Linked DNA regions of Gossypium hirsutum: region 2 is linked to region 1. A link is a contact called in public Hi-C data. All regions are on one chromosome and are shown on one strand. Each heading gives the region's core, a stretch centred on a gene start, on an enhancer-like site or on the middle of the called end of the contact. The rest is flanking DNA. Distances are from core to core; before and after follow the strand shown.

The links. A called contact is a pair of places that touch in the nucleus more often than the background predicts.
Region 2: a contact with region 1 is called in a Hi-C map of leaf, with 5 times the contacts expected there. The contact joins the promoter of LOC107916849 here to the promoter of LOC107938547 in region 1. A contact is called at or near these places in 15 of 34 Hi-C or Micro-C datasets (anther, callus, hypocotyl and 2 more).

What each region holds. Positions count from the first base shown.
Region 1 is chrA01:94,041,712-94,048,493 of Gossypium_hirsutum_v2.1, reverse strand. It overlaps LOC107938547 (histidine kinase 3), which reads left to right and starts at 3,852. Exons shown (of 11, transcript XM_016871742.2): 1 at 3,852-4,718; 2 at 4,917-5,198; 3 at 5,401-5,570; 4 at 5,833-6,045; 5 at 6,278-6,464; 6 at 6,548-6,599; 7 at 6,734-6,782. The coding sequence starts at 4,230.
Region 2 is chrA01:94,326,928-94,333,709 of Gossypium_hirsutum_v2.1, reverse strand. It overlaps LOC107916849 (probable stress-associated endoplasmic reticulum protein), which reads right to left and starts at 2,365. Exons shown (of 3, transcript XM_016846215.2): 1 at 1,987-2,365; 2 at 1,383-1,533; 3 at 854-1,071. The coding sequence starts at 1,989. The coding sequence ends at 1,025.

The DNA.
Region 1 (6,782 bases), core at 2,603-5,102:
TAAATAAATTATACATTCATATAAACAGCAATTTCATAAAGAAAAAAAAATCAATCAACAAATATATTAAATTGAGTGATAACAATGCTAAAAAATTCAAATTTTTGTCGAAACTCCCAAGACTGCTGCTCCCTTTAAAATGATGATTTTGAATGAAATCTAAATACTATTGATTTTATTTGATAAATATATGTGAAAGAAATTAACCAAATCCATTTTAAAATAAAGAAAACAATTAAATAATAAAAATTAAATAAAAGAATAAATATGAACTACTAGGATAATTTGTTAGTCTTTCAAAGGTTACAAAGTCTTTTTATCATTAATATGACTTGAGTTTCAGTTTTTTTCTTAAGCGTCACAGCCACGCCTCCCTTTAAAAGTTTTTTTACCCCAAACTCCGTTATAAGTTATGGGCAATAAAGTTAAGAATAATATCTTTAGTGGAGATGGAGAAAAAAATAAACTGATTATGCTGGAAAGCCCATTTTTTTTATATGATTATGATCTCAAACTTATGTAAGGGGTTTATAAAACATCATTTTCCGATATCATAAAACTTGAACTCGTGATTGCAGAATCACTGCCAACTAGGGACTCGAGTCATACTTCAACCCGTGACTGTTTAACCACCGTTAACTGAGAGCCTAGTTATACTTCAACCTGTGTTTGTATAATCATCGTGAATTGGGAGCTTGAGTTGCAATCCGATGGGCTTCTAAGATGATAGTTTCATCCCTAAAGGCAGATGAAATGTGTAGGTTTTTGAGAACTAAAATATATTTTAAAACTATCACAATGTCTACCTCGAATACAAATGCAAATAAATCTGTCTCCCGAAATTTCTAACACCTAACACAAAAAAAATTCCTGCTAGACATATTTTTAATTTCTCTCTAAAATCAGTTTATTTCTCTAAATTTGGGAGAAACCGACCTACTTTGCTGGCTAATTTACCCCTTTTTGATGCCTTTCTTTTTCTGTGTGTGTATAAAGATGATAGCTATGATATGAATAAGGCTCTGGAAATGGACAAGAAAATTTTAGCCATGATTGATTGTGTTGTAAAAAAAAGACGAAGAAGTTGATAAAAAATGGGGTGGTAAAGAAAATGAAAAAGTTGGGGAGAGAAAAAGAGAGCGTGAGAAGCAAATGAATTAAAAGAATAAAAATTTTATTAATTAAATTTAATTTTAATAAATATATTTTTAAATAAAAAATGATTTAAGTAATATATTTTATAAAAATAAAAAAAGTTACTATGCGGACCTCTTCAATTTTTTAATGTCAGTTAATTATTTAAACTAAAAACTATAATCAAATTGAGATAAAAAAAGAAGAAGAAGAAGAAATTACAAAACTGAAAAAATGAAGTGAAATGATAGAATTAAGTTTTTTTTTTTTTAAGAACTATATTTTGATATTTTTGTTCTTATATGAAGCGAGCTTTTTACTCCAACTTTTAACGTAGAACGTGGCAGGCAGATAGACGGGTGTAATAAATGAAACCCCACGGGTGCCACGTAATAAGACGAAGACCCCTTACAGAAACGACACGCAGTGGAGGATGATTGGATAAAGGAAAAGTAGAATAGAGAAGCGGTGCGTTGACGTGGGACATCGCTTTCGCAAAATGGAGTAGTGAATTAGTGATGGTCTAATCAACTTTCCTGACATTGCCGCCCTTCTCTTCGCCACTGCTTTCTACACTTAATTACTGTTTTGCCAACAATCATTAGAATTTGTTATTTATTAATCCATCTTCATTTGAGAGGAGAGAAAAATTTGAAGAATGATGATTGAGCATGTTTCCGAAGCTGGAAACTTAACACAGCCCTGTGGTCTCCCTACATTCTCTTTCTCCTTTAGCCACAACAACTATTATCTCTTTCATTTCCAATCCAATCCACCAAAATTAGTTTATATTTTAAAAAGTCAAATATGCATGCATTTCTATTCACAAAAGCGAAGGGTTAGTGTATTAAATATTTAAGTTTAACATCTATCATTCACAATTATATAATTAAATAAGAATTAATTTTAGTTTCTATTGTATCAATTCTTAGTCCGATCGTATTGTAATAGTTTGATTCTACTTTTTAATTCTTTATACAATTTATGTTGTAATAATTTGATACTTGTGATTCTTTAAACATGTAATTGTAATTGAATTTGAAATTTAGTTTTTGTACTTGTATTTTCAGAAATTTATTCTATCTACTTTTTAAATTTTAAAATTCAAGTCCAACTGTTAATACGGTTAATTTTTTTAGTTGAATTCAAGTTAATTACATTCTTTTTTAATAACATGGCTACTAAGTGAGTACTTTTTTATTTTAAAATGTCACAATAATAAATTTAACCTAAAAAAATTAACAGTATTAATAGCTGGATCTAAAATTTGAAATCTGAAAAGTAAAAAGACTAAATTTCTATAAATACAAGTATAATGACTAAATTCCTAATTTTTGAAAGGTACAAGGACTATTGGCACATTTTAACCAAAAAAATATAATTAGATAAATTAAAAGTTTATGATATACATATAAAATTAATACTTAATTCAAGATAACAATGGGTAAATTAGTCTTTATATATTTCATTCTTTCATTAAATTTAAATTTATGCTATTAAATGTTTATTTTAACATTTTATATATAAAACATAACAATAAATTTAACCATTAATTTTTACACATTCATTGATTTTTTCCCTACTCTTTTGTTTGAACTAAATTAACCATCTAGCAATTTACTATCAACTTTTATCATTTACATGACACTACTTTATCTATATTTTATTACAACAAAAAATTCTAAAATATCGTAGAGCATTAGTAAAAATTAGGTTAAAGACTTGTGTTGTTCATAAAATTGAAATTTAGTTTTTGTATTTTATTCTTAAGAGTTTGATCTTTTATTTTTTAGATTTTAAAATTTAAATTCAATTGTTAATTATATTAATTGTTTTGTTAAATTTATTAATGTGACATTTTGAAATAAAAATATTCACTTGATTGCAATGTAACTAAAAAATAACATTCTAATGAATCTAAATTTAACACAATAATTTTAATAATTTCAATAATTAGACTTAAATTTTAAAATTAAAAAGTATAGGGATTAAATTCTAAATTTATAAATATTAGAGATAATTATGGCATATTTTAAGCTAAAAATTATGATTCCAAAAATTATAAAAAAAAAGTGTCAAAAGATTATAAAAGAAGTTCTAAATTTAAAAATAAAACATAGATGTGATAATAAGATAAAATAGTACTAAAAATTAAGGGTTATTTTGCTTCAAATAAAAAGTATATGCTAAATTAAAAAATAGGGTATAAAAATTAATGACTAAATTTTGTTATTATAGAACAATTTTTTGATATTTTTAATCAGATAATTTTAATAGAAAAATAATATTTACCGTATGAAAGAACCCGAGTTGTATGTTTAGTATACCCTAAATTCAATAATCCAAAATAGGAATTATTGCTACCTTTAATTCAATGAAGCAAGTTCTTAAAAACTCTATCGTCTTCTTGATCTAATGTTTTTGACAACTTCGAAAAATTAGAGGGCTCCTAATCTCAAAAATGGGTACAAAAGTCGAATAAAAAAGAAAAAGAAATTATGTTAATTGGTATAGAAATTTGTTTTCATGCAGAGCAGCAAAGGGTACTTTTGTTATCATAAAGTACAGCCAACCCGAGAATAGAGAGTTAAAAGCGTGTAGAAGTTGTACACTTAGACAAAAAAAGCAAAAAGAAAATTTCTCATTTGTTATATTATTTTATATTTAAAGACAAAAATTAATAAAATATACTGGTAGTACCGGCACTACAGTGTTGCAGTAGTATAATATATAATTAGTGTTTGTAATTAGAAACTCAGAATCTTGTGGGGGGTTTTGATTCTTTTTTGTGGTTATTGTGAAAAAATTTCCTTTTATCTTCCTCAATTCTGGGTTTTCTATTTTGCCATCCTCAGTTAGAAAGCTATATTGCTGGATAAGATAGCATCTTTTTTTCTTTCTCTCACGGTCCAAGGCCTTACAGTCTGTCACATGGTAAATTTGGAGTTTGCTGGGAGAGGGTTCATCTTATCCCAAGGTTCTTTTCTGTTGATGCAGAATTTTACTACACAGTTTCTATAGATTTGACAGTGGGTCTCTGTCTTTAGCTGGAATTAAGAAGGAAGTAAGACCCACAATTGGTCACTGTTTCTTGGATGAGTTTGCTCCATGTATTTGGGTTTGGTTTAAAGGTGGGGCATCTGCTTTGGATGTTATGTTGCTGGGTAGCATCTATGATTTCCATGAACTGGTTCATTAATGGTGAATTTAAGGACGCTGACACAGTTCTCCTTGGTCATAGTGGTAGTAAGATGTGGTTGAAATTCTGGGACAAGTTCTCAAACTATAGCTTCAACATCCACCATCAATATTACCAGTATGTGGGTTCCAAGAGAATTAGCAAGACTTGGTGGAGAAAGCTCTTGTTTTCATGGATAATTGGTTGGATTTTGGCTTCTATTTCTATACTCTATTATATGAGCTTTCAAGCTACCGAAAAGAGGAAGGAGACATTGGCTAGCATGTGTGATGAGAGAGCTAGGATGCTGCAGGATCAGTTTAATGTAAGCATGAACCATATCCAGGCCATCTCCATTTTTATCTCAACTTTCCACCATGGCAAAACCCCCTCGGCTATTGATCAGGTAAGTTAATATCCTCATCTTGTAACTTTTAGTTAAGATAGATGATTATGCATTTCCTTTGCTTTATTGATCAGGATCGGTTTATCAAGTAATGATCTTGTCAACTTGATAGCCAAACCAGGTCTGAGTGTTTGTAGTTAGGAATTATGATCCTTCTTTTTTTGGATAACAAAGGGAACTCACTTTAATCACATCTAGAGGACTTTTGCGAGGTATACGGAACGAACTGCTTTTGAGAGACCTCTTACAAGTGGCGTGGCTTATGCTGTAAGGGTGCTCCACTCGGAAAGGGAACAATTTGAGAAGCAACAGGGCTGGACTATTAAGAGGATGGATACCCTTGAACAAAACCCAGTTCATAAGGATGACTACAATCCTGACCTCTTAGAGCCATCGCCAATTCAGGAAGAATATGCTCCTGTTATCTTTGCGCAGGATATCGTATCACATGTGGTTTCTCTTGATATGCTGTCAGGACAGGTTAGCTCTTTTACTATCTAAAAGCTTATTGAGAAACCCAAGATTCCTTGGATCACTTGTATTAAGCTTAACTCGACTGAAGATTTAATTGTACTACTTTCCAGTTAGGAGGAATAAAATATTTTCAATCTCTCAAGAATTTTGAATTCATTATTAATTACACACTTCAGTTATGAATACTGAATTTCTTGTGTACCGATAGGAGGATAGCAAGAATGTATTGTGTGCAAGAAAATCAGGAAAAGGGGTGCTAACAGCTCCATTTAGGCTACTCAAAACAAATCGTCTTGGAGTTATTTTGACATTTGCGGTCTACAAGAGGGATCTGCCCTTGACTGCAACTCCTACTGAGAGGATTCAAGCTACTGTCGGGTATGTTTTCAGTATGATCAAAAAGTAGGAATGTCCAACAAATGTCTCCTCCTTTTATAAAAATTAATGGGAAGATAAATTCCTTATGCTTCTCATCTCTGAAACCACATACATACATGAAAAAGGTAAAAGCTGCAATAGCTTACAGACATCAATGAAAATAATGCCTTGTTAAAAAGGGTGAACCAAGCTCTTTTCTTTTTAAACGAGATCCCTGATAGGATGCTCTAGTTAATGGCTCTGATAAGATGATCTCAATCAGGTATCTTGGTGGAGTGTTTGATATTGAGTCACTTGTGGAGAAGTTGCTACAACAGCTTGCAAGTAAACAAACAATCCTTGTGAATGTGCTGGATACAACTAATCAGTCGTACCCTATCAGCATGTATGGCTCAAACGCATCAAATGACGGGTTGGAGCATGTCAGCCTTCTTAATTTTGGAGATCCATTCAGAAAGCATGAGATGCGCTGCAGGTAGTTCATAGATTTTTGATTGCCCAGGTTTCACCTTCTCTTTGATATGGGCCTTTGCAAGTGCGTGTCAACCTTTATATAACATGGACTGTTATCTACACCCATGAAACAAGGTTGTTTAATCTTCAAGAGAGGTTCTAAATTGTTTTCCTTCTTTCTTCAAGAAACCAAAACATTTTAAAAATAAAGTAACTTGAATATAAATCATGGATTAATTTTGTCTTTATTCTAGGTTTAAGCAAAAGCCACCATGGCCATGGTTAGGAATAACAACTTCAATTGGCATCCTTGTGATTGCATTACTTGTTGGGCATATATTCCATGCAACTGTAAATCGACTTGCCAAGGTGGAAGATGACTGCCATAAGATGATGGAGCTTAAAAAGCAGGCTGAGGCAGCTGATGTTGCCAAATCTCAGGTATATGACATCTGAGTTATACTCTTAAAGCATTCTGACCTCTTACAGACATTTGGTCCTAATTAATTGTGACCGTTTTGCAGTTCCTTGCAACTGTTTCCCATGAGATCAGAACCCCAATGAATGGTGTTCTAGGTGTGTCTTGAAGCTTTAATTTATTTCTATAAAAGTTTATTTCTGTGCATTGTATTATGCTTAAAAAAATTAAATTAAAATAACCAGTAGAGAATATCGATTACTTAACCATGACAGTGAGACACTTCTTTCAGGAATGTTGCATATGCTTATGGACACAGATTTAGATGTTACACAACTAGA
Region 2 (6,782 bases), core at 1,116-3,615, 290 kb before region 1:
TTCCACTCTACAAGAATGTTGAATCATTCTCTTGAAGCTCATCATTTTCATCATAATGATCCGTTTGCCTCGAAATGACCTCGCCCAATAGGGAAATCCTAATTCATTGGGCCTTTCGATACAATCAAATAGAAAACCCCAAGGGCGCCAAATCTTAGGAGCCCAAACTATGTGATTAAATAAATCCTCTTCTATTTGTTGTGGGCCAAGTACTCCTCCTTCCTCTTCTTCAAACTACAATTTGTATTTTTCATAAATATTTCTCTTATCAATGATAGAACAAGATCTATTTTGCATTGTATATTAGTCATTCCCCAGCTCGGGCCAATTTTAATGGTGACTTATTATTTTGATGAATCATTTCTTTAGAGAAGAAAATTATATAAATACTTACTCAAAATCTCACTTATCAAATTCCTTGGTGGAAGACAATTTTTTTTTGAAAAATTTGCCAAGATATATCTGATTCATGCATAATACCATGAAAAAAGAATACAAAATTTTGACTACTACTTAATATCGACAAGAAGTCTGAAAAAACATCTAAAAATATCAAATTTAAGCATTTGTACCCTGTTGAATTAAGGAACCATGGCATATATGTTTGGAATAGATTCCATTTTGAGAGAGTTGAAAAAGCATGATCTCATTGAAAGGTTCTATGCATCCACCCTTTCTCAATGCATTTCTTTAAACAAAGACTCCGATTTTTCTACATTTTGAATGGTAAATATTTCTCAAAACATGAGGTGTGAATCAAACAATTGAAAACTTCAAACCATGAATGGTGCCAACATTAAACAACCACATCATCTGGTGTATCTATTGTGTTTTAACATCACGAGAGGCATGCTTTTGTGGCCCATTTCATCTGATCTAATTAAATTTTTGAAATCTTCACAACATGAGTTACAACGCATATCTAGTAAACATATTATATCATCAGTTCGCTACAACACTATAGAAAAAGAACATAACAAGTCTCTTCTGCAATTTTTTTTTTTAACATGGGCTATATGCAGCCTTATGCCATGCCTCCACTGGTCGCTGTCCTCATAATCTGGAAGAGAGCTGAAACAGATGATGAAAAAAACAAGATTTAAGTCAGTGCTGCAAGGTCATGATATTTATGTGTTTTATCACACAACTAACACCATTTTAGAAAAATAAATTCATCTTTTAAAATTCAAGTTCCCAAATATCATGCTAATAAGGTCCATACCGAACAAAATTAGAATATTCACCGGTGAAACAACACACATTATGAGAACGTGCTGAACATATCGGTAGCAAAATCAAGTATTGTATTTGGTACAACAAAAGTCAATGCTAAATATCCAAGGACATATAATGGTGAAAAGATAAGCAGCCAGGAATCTTACATGATCCAATGACAACGAAAACGAAGAACCCAAGCAACATAGGGCCAACAGGATAATCCTTCCCCTTTTTTGTTTCAGGAACAGCTCCTCTCTTTGTTATGTTCTTTTCGAACTTCAACACTTTCCTGTCTGCAAGGCGCCTTGATGTTGTCTGCACAAACCAGATCAGAGGGATCCCATTTAAATTTAGATTTAAAAAAAGAAATAGTTTATGCATATTTTCGATCATGCTGATGGATTTAACAATTATACTGGAGGAAAAACACTGGTGTTCTTACTTTTCCCACTTTTTTTATAACTCGAAATTTGATAAGAAAAGAAACAAAATTCACAAATACTCAATATTGAGAATAAAATGATGAATAGTAGTAAAAGGGTTGAGTCAAGGTCCGTCTACCTAATTCATTCAAAAAAAAATTCGAACAAGCACATGATTAAATTGTTGAGGACATAATTATGCTAAATTGAGATCTACAATCTATATAAGTGTGCAACCGGTTTAATTCGAAAAAGATAAATTGAAGCGTAAGAAAGCATAGCTCAGATCGATTCATATAATATGCAAAAAAAAAGAAAGAAAGAAAAGAGGAAATCAAAAGATTACCATGATGTGGGAGAGACGAGGTAGCCGGTCGAGAAAGCGAAGGAAATTTCAGGCGAAATTCTTCTCTTTCTTTTACGGCGACGATTTTTTCCTTGGGTGTGTGTTTTTTCTTTTCTTTTTTTTGGTGGGGGGGGGGTTATTCCTCGCTTCGCGAAAATATCCCGGGCTGTCGTTATAAGGGGCTATGTATGCTGCTGATTAATTCATCCGCATTATACGGTAAAATGAAGGGTCATGGACTTCGTCCTGATTGGTTAGCTCACGCAAATTGGTAAACGTGGCGCGATCTAATTGGTTGCTTGGTATACGTATACCTTTTTGTTTAAATGGGCAGATCAATGGGCTTTAGTTTCAATAATTGTGTTAAACCCGTTTTCCTATTTTGTCTCTTTAGCAATAGAGAAAGATGTTTCTTTTATGGATAATTAGTGAAAACGTTTCGGATATGGTAATGAGTTTAATTACATCAAACATCCCCAAATTATAACTTATTTTAAATTGGTCATCAGACTTTAAAATATTCTAGTTACATCCTCAAACTATCAATGTTATAAGGGTGAAGCCATAATTTTTTTTGGGGCGGAATTAAATTGTATATTTTTACTATAGTAAAAATACAATTTCACCATTTTAATACATTATATATTTATAATTTTTAAAGCATTAATACAATTTTTTAATCATTTTTGGGGGCCAAAGTGCAACTTTATCATTGCTAATTTAAAATTTTATAAATTATAAATGGGCCTAAATGAAAAATTTTCCATTCTAGAGTGTGTTGGGGCCCCTGCCAGCCCCTTGGCTTCGCCATTGCAATGTTATATCAATAAGGCCATTCCATTATTAAAATTATTAATTTAACCATTAAAGTGACATAATTTAAAATGAAAAATTTTTAAAGAAAAATTAATATTGTAGAAATGAATGTTGTAAATATTAGTTTTGAGGTTTTCGAAGCTTTTATAAAAGCTATTCATTCACTCACTCACTCTCACTCTCACTCTCTCTCTTTCTCTTTTGTTTACTTTTTTTTATTAGTATTTAATTAAAAAAAGTTATCCAACAACTATTTAATTTTTTTTAAATTTTCATTTTAAATTGTCATATAATATTTTACATGTCAGTTAATGGTTAAATTAACGATTCCAATAATGGAAGGACCTGATTGATATAACATTGATAGTTTGAGGATGCAATTAAAATAATTTAAAGTTTAGAGACTAGTTTAGAATAAGGATCATAGTTTGGGGATGTATAATACAATTAACTCTTATATCATTATCAATATGAGTATTATCAATATGAGGATGCAATTAAAATAATTTAAAGTTTAGAGACTAGTTTAGTCCTTTTTCGCAATTAAGCTCACAAACGCTAAAATTAATTCACCAAAATTTTCATACACTCGTATAATCATACTATGACACCAAAATAATAATAAAAATAATTTCTAAGCCTCGAATTTGTGATCCCGAAACCACTGTTCCAACTAAGCCCGAAATTGGGCTGTTACAATTCTCCCTCTTTGGGATTTTTGTCCCCGAAAATCTTACCAGTGAATAAGTTGGGGTATTGATCTTTCATGGACTCCTCAGGTTCCCATGTGGCTTCTTCGACTCCATGTCTATGCCACAAAACTTTCACGAGTGCTATACTTTTATTCCTCAATTGTTTGACCTCCCGAGCCAAAATCTTAATCGGATTTTCGCCATAAGTTGTGTCCGGTTGAATGTCAACTTCAGTTGGTGCGATCACATGTGAAGGATCCGATCTATATCGACGTAACATGGAAACATGAAACACGTCATGAATCTTTTACAATTCTGAGGGAAAAGCCAATTGGTAGGCAACAAGCCCTACACTTTCAGTAATCTCATAAGGTCCTATGAAACAAGGACTCAGCTTGCCCTTTCTATCGAATCTAAGGACCTTCCTCCACGGGGATACTTTTAAAAAAACCTTATCACTGACTTGAAACTCGATCTCTTTTTGTTTCAAATCTGTATAGGATTTCTGTCTATCCGAAGCAGCTCTCAAGCAATCACGAATCACCTTAACCTTCTCTTCGGTCTTTTTGACCAAATCGACCCCGTGAATCTGATTCTCTTTAAGTTTCGTCCAATACAAGGGTGTTCGGCACTTTCGCCTATACAGAGCCTCATAAGGTGTTTTTTCAAACTCGATTGGTAGCTATTGTTATAGGCTGTAACACCCCGAACCCGAGACCGTCGCCGGAGTCGAACACGAGGTGTTAACAGACTTTAAACCACTTATTAAAGTCTTTCTAGACAAGCTGTCAATCTGCGTACTAGTCGCTTTAAAAATCATATCTTGAGCTCTGGAATTCGAAATCCAGTTCCGTGAATTTTCCCTGAAACTAGACTCATATTCCCATCTACATATTTTTTTCTAGAATTTTTGGTCAGGCCAATTAGTACAGTTTAGTAGTCAAAATCTCCCATGTTACTGGGGTCGACTACGCTGACCTTTGCGCATTACGACCTGGATATCTCCCTGTACAGAGCTTCAATACTGATGCCGTTTGTTTCTATAGAAACTAGACTCAGAGAGGAATCTATACATATATGGTATGACTCCTAATTATCTCTGGTTAATTTATAATGAATTTCAAAAGTTGGAGAAGGGAATCCAGAAACCGTTCTGGCCCTGTCCCACGAGAACCTGTTTATCTCTTAACATACTGTCCATATGATCTTTTCGTTACTTCTATATGAAAATATACTCATCGAACTTCGATTACATAATTTATTCATCAATTAATTCCACTCCTACTATTTTTAGTGATTTTTCAATCTCATGTCACTGCTGCTGCCAGCATCTGTTACGAAAGCAACTATGCCCACTTCGTGTTTACTCCTTGATCTAACTAATAATTCATCATGCATATCACAAATTATGATCATGACTAACCATGCCAAAGGCTAATCATTGTCAAACTTCCCCCTACTACACTATTGCCATATCATGAATTTTAACACCAAAATAATCAACCATGACGTATGGCATAAAAAGGTCGAATTATCAAGATTTACGACCTAACGTATGAATCCAAACCCAACCGAACATTTATGCCATTTTCGCATGGCTAAAAGATTACATACCAAAGTTCAAACACAACATAATAGCCTATACATGCCGAAATGTTCTCCTAAGCCAACTAAGAAAAAAGTACCAAAACTTGCTATCCGGTGTGATGACTTCGATGACGGCCCGACCACGCAAAAAGAGACGAGTCCAAGAAACCTAGTATGGGTGACAAGGAAACACCGAGTGAGTTTATAACACAGTAAGTCATAAGCAATACACTACCATCCATTAATAACATTATCACAAGAGGAAACAAAATGGAACGAGGCTAGTTACTCCATCCATACCGAACCATACCATAGTTCCTCCGACCTATCGGTTCAATCTCATACCAAATCATGCATTCACATTCCATATACTCATCAATAGGATATTCGAGGCATTTTCATAAATCATTTTATTTTCGTTACAATCATACAACTAAACGGCCTTTCACCCATTCCACGATAAATCTTATGTACGTGACTTCAAGTATATTCGTCACATGGGTTCAAACTTACCAAGCTCAACTCCAAATATAGACATAGCACCTATTAGCCATGAGCTCAAGATACTTACCCGATCCGCTATCCGTGATCGACTCAATAGTGTCGCACACTTAGTGTCCATAATGATTCAAGAATATTTATTAAGTCCGCACACTCAGTGCTATATAATCAACTCGCACACTTAGTGCTACATAATCATACTCGCACACTTAGTGCTACATAGTCAACTCGCACACTTAGTGCTACATAGTCAAACTCGCACACTTAGTGCTACATATTCAATTCGCACACTTAGTGCTGCACAATTTAAACCCGCACACTTAGCGCCAATCTCATGGTCATAAATGTTTATACCCACACATTTAGTGCCGAGATCAACAACTCAATACATCTCACCTCTTTTCTTTTCATTCAACACTTTCATCACCACATACGTACATGCATATATATATATTTATTCATTCCATTCAGCATCATTACATAAATGTTATGACCATTTGAATTAATACCAACTATATGCTTAATGACTTACTTTATGTTGGGTAAAATAATTCCGAGTCGGCTACTCGATGACCTTCGATTTCCCCTTGTTGGACGCCTCTCCTTTAGGTTCTTGAGCTTAGTCTAGCAAACCACCATAGCCGATTTTCTCAAGCTTTTCCCCTTCCTTTCTTTCCTCTATTCGGCCAAAGATGTTCAAGAATGAACACTTTTTTTTTTTGTTTTCTTTCTTCAATTCCCGGCAACAAGGGGGTATGGATGAGACCATATTATTTTTTTTTCATCACCCTTCCTTTCATTATTTAATCACCATGCTCATTATTTTATTTTTCTTAACATACATCACTAGCATAACATGTTGGAGACATGTTTCCACCCATAGCATGGCCGGCCACTATGCTTTAGTTTGGCTAATTTGACATGCAAGGACAACACTTTCCCACTTTAATACTATTTGGTCCTTACTTATTTACCTATCATAATTTTCCAAGTCTTTCAACTAGATCCTTTCAAGCAAAATTCACATTCCTAATATAAAATTAAAACATCAAATTTTTGTACAAGTACTATCACACATATAAGATATGCAAATAAAATTTTAACTAAATTTTATGACTCGGTTTTGTGGTCCCGAAACCACATTCCGACTAGGGTCGAATTAGGGCTGTTACAACTCTCCCCCACTTAAGAAATTTTCGT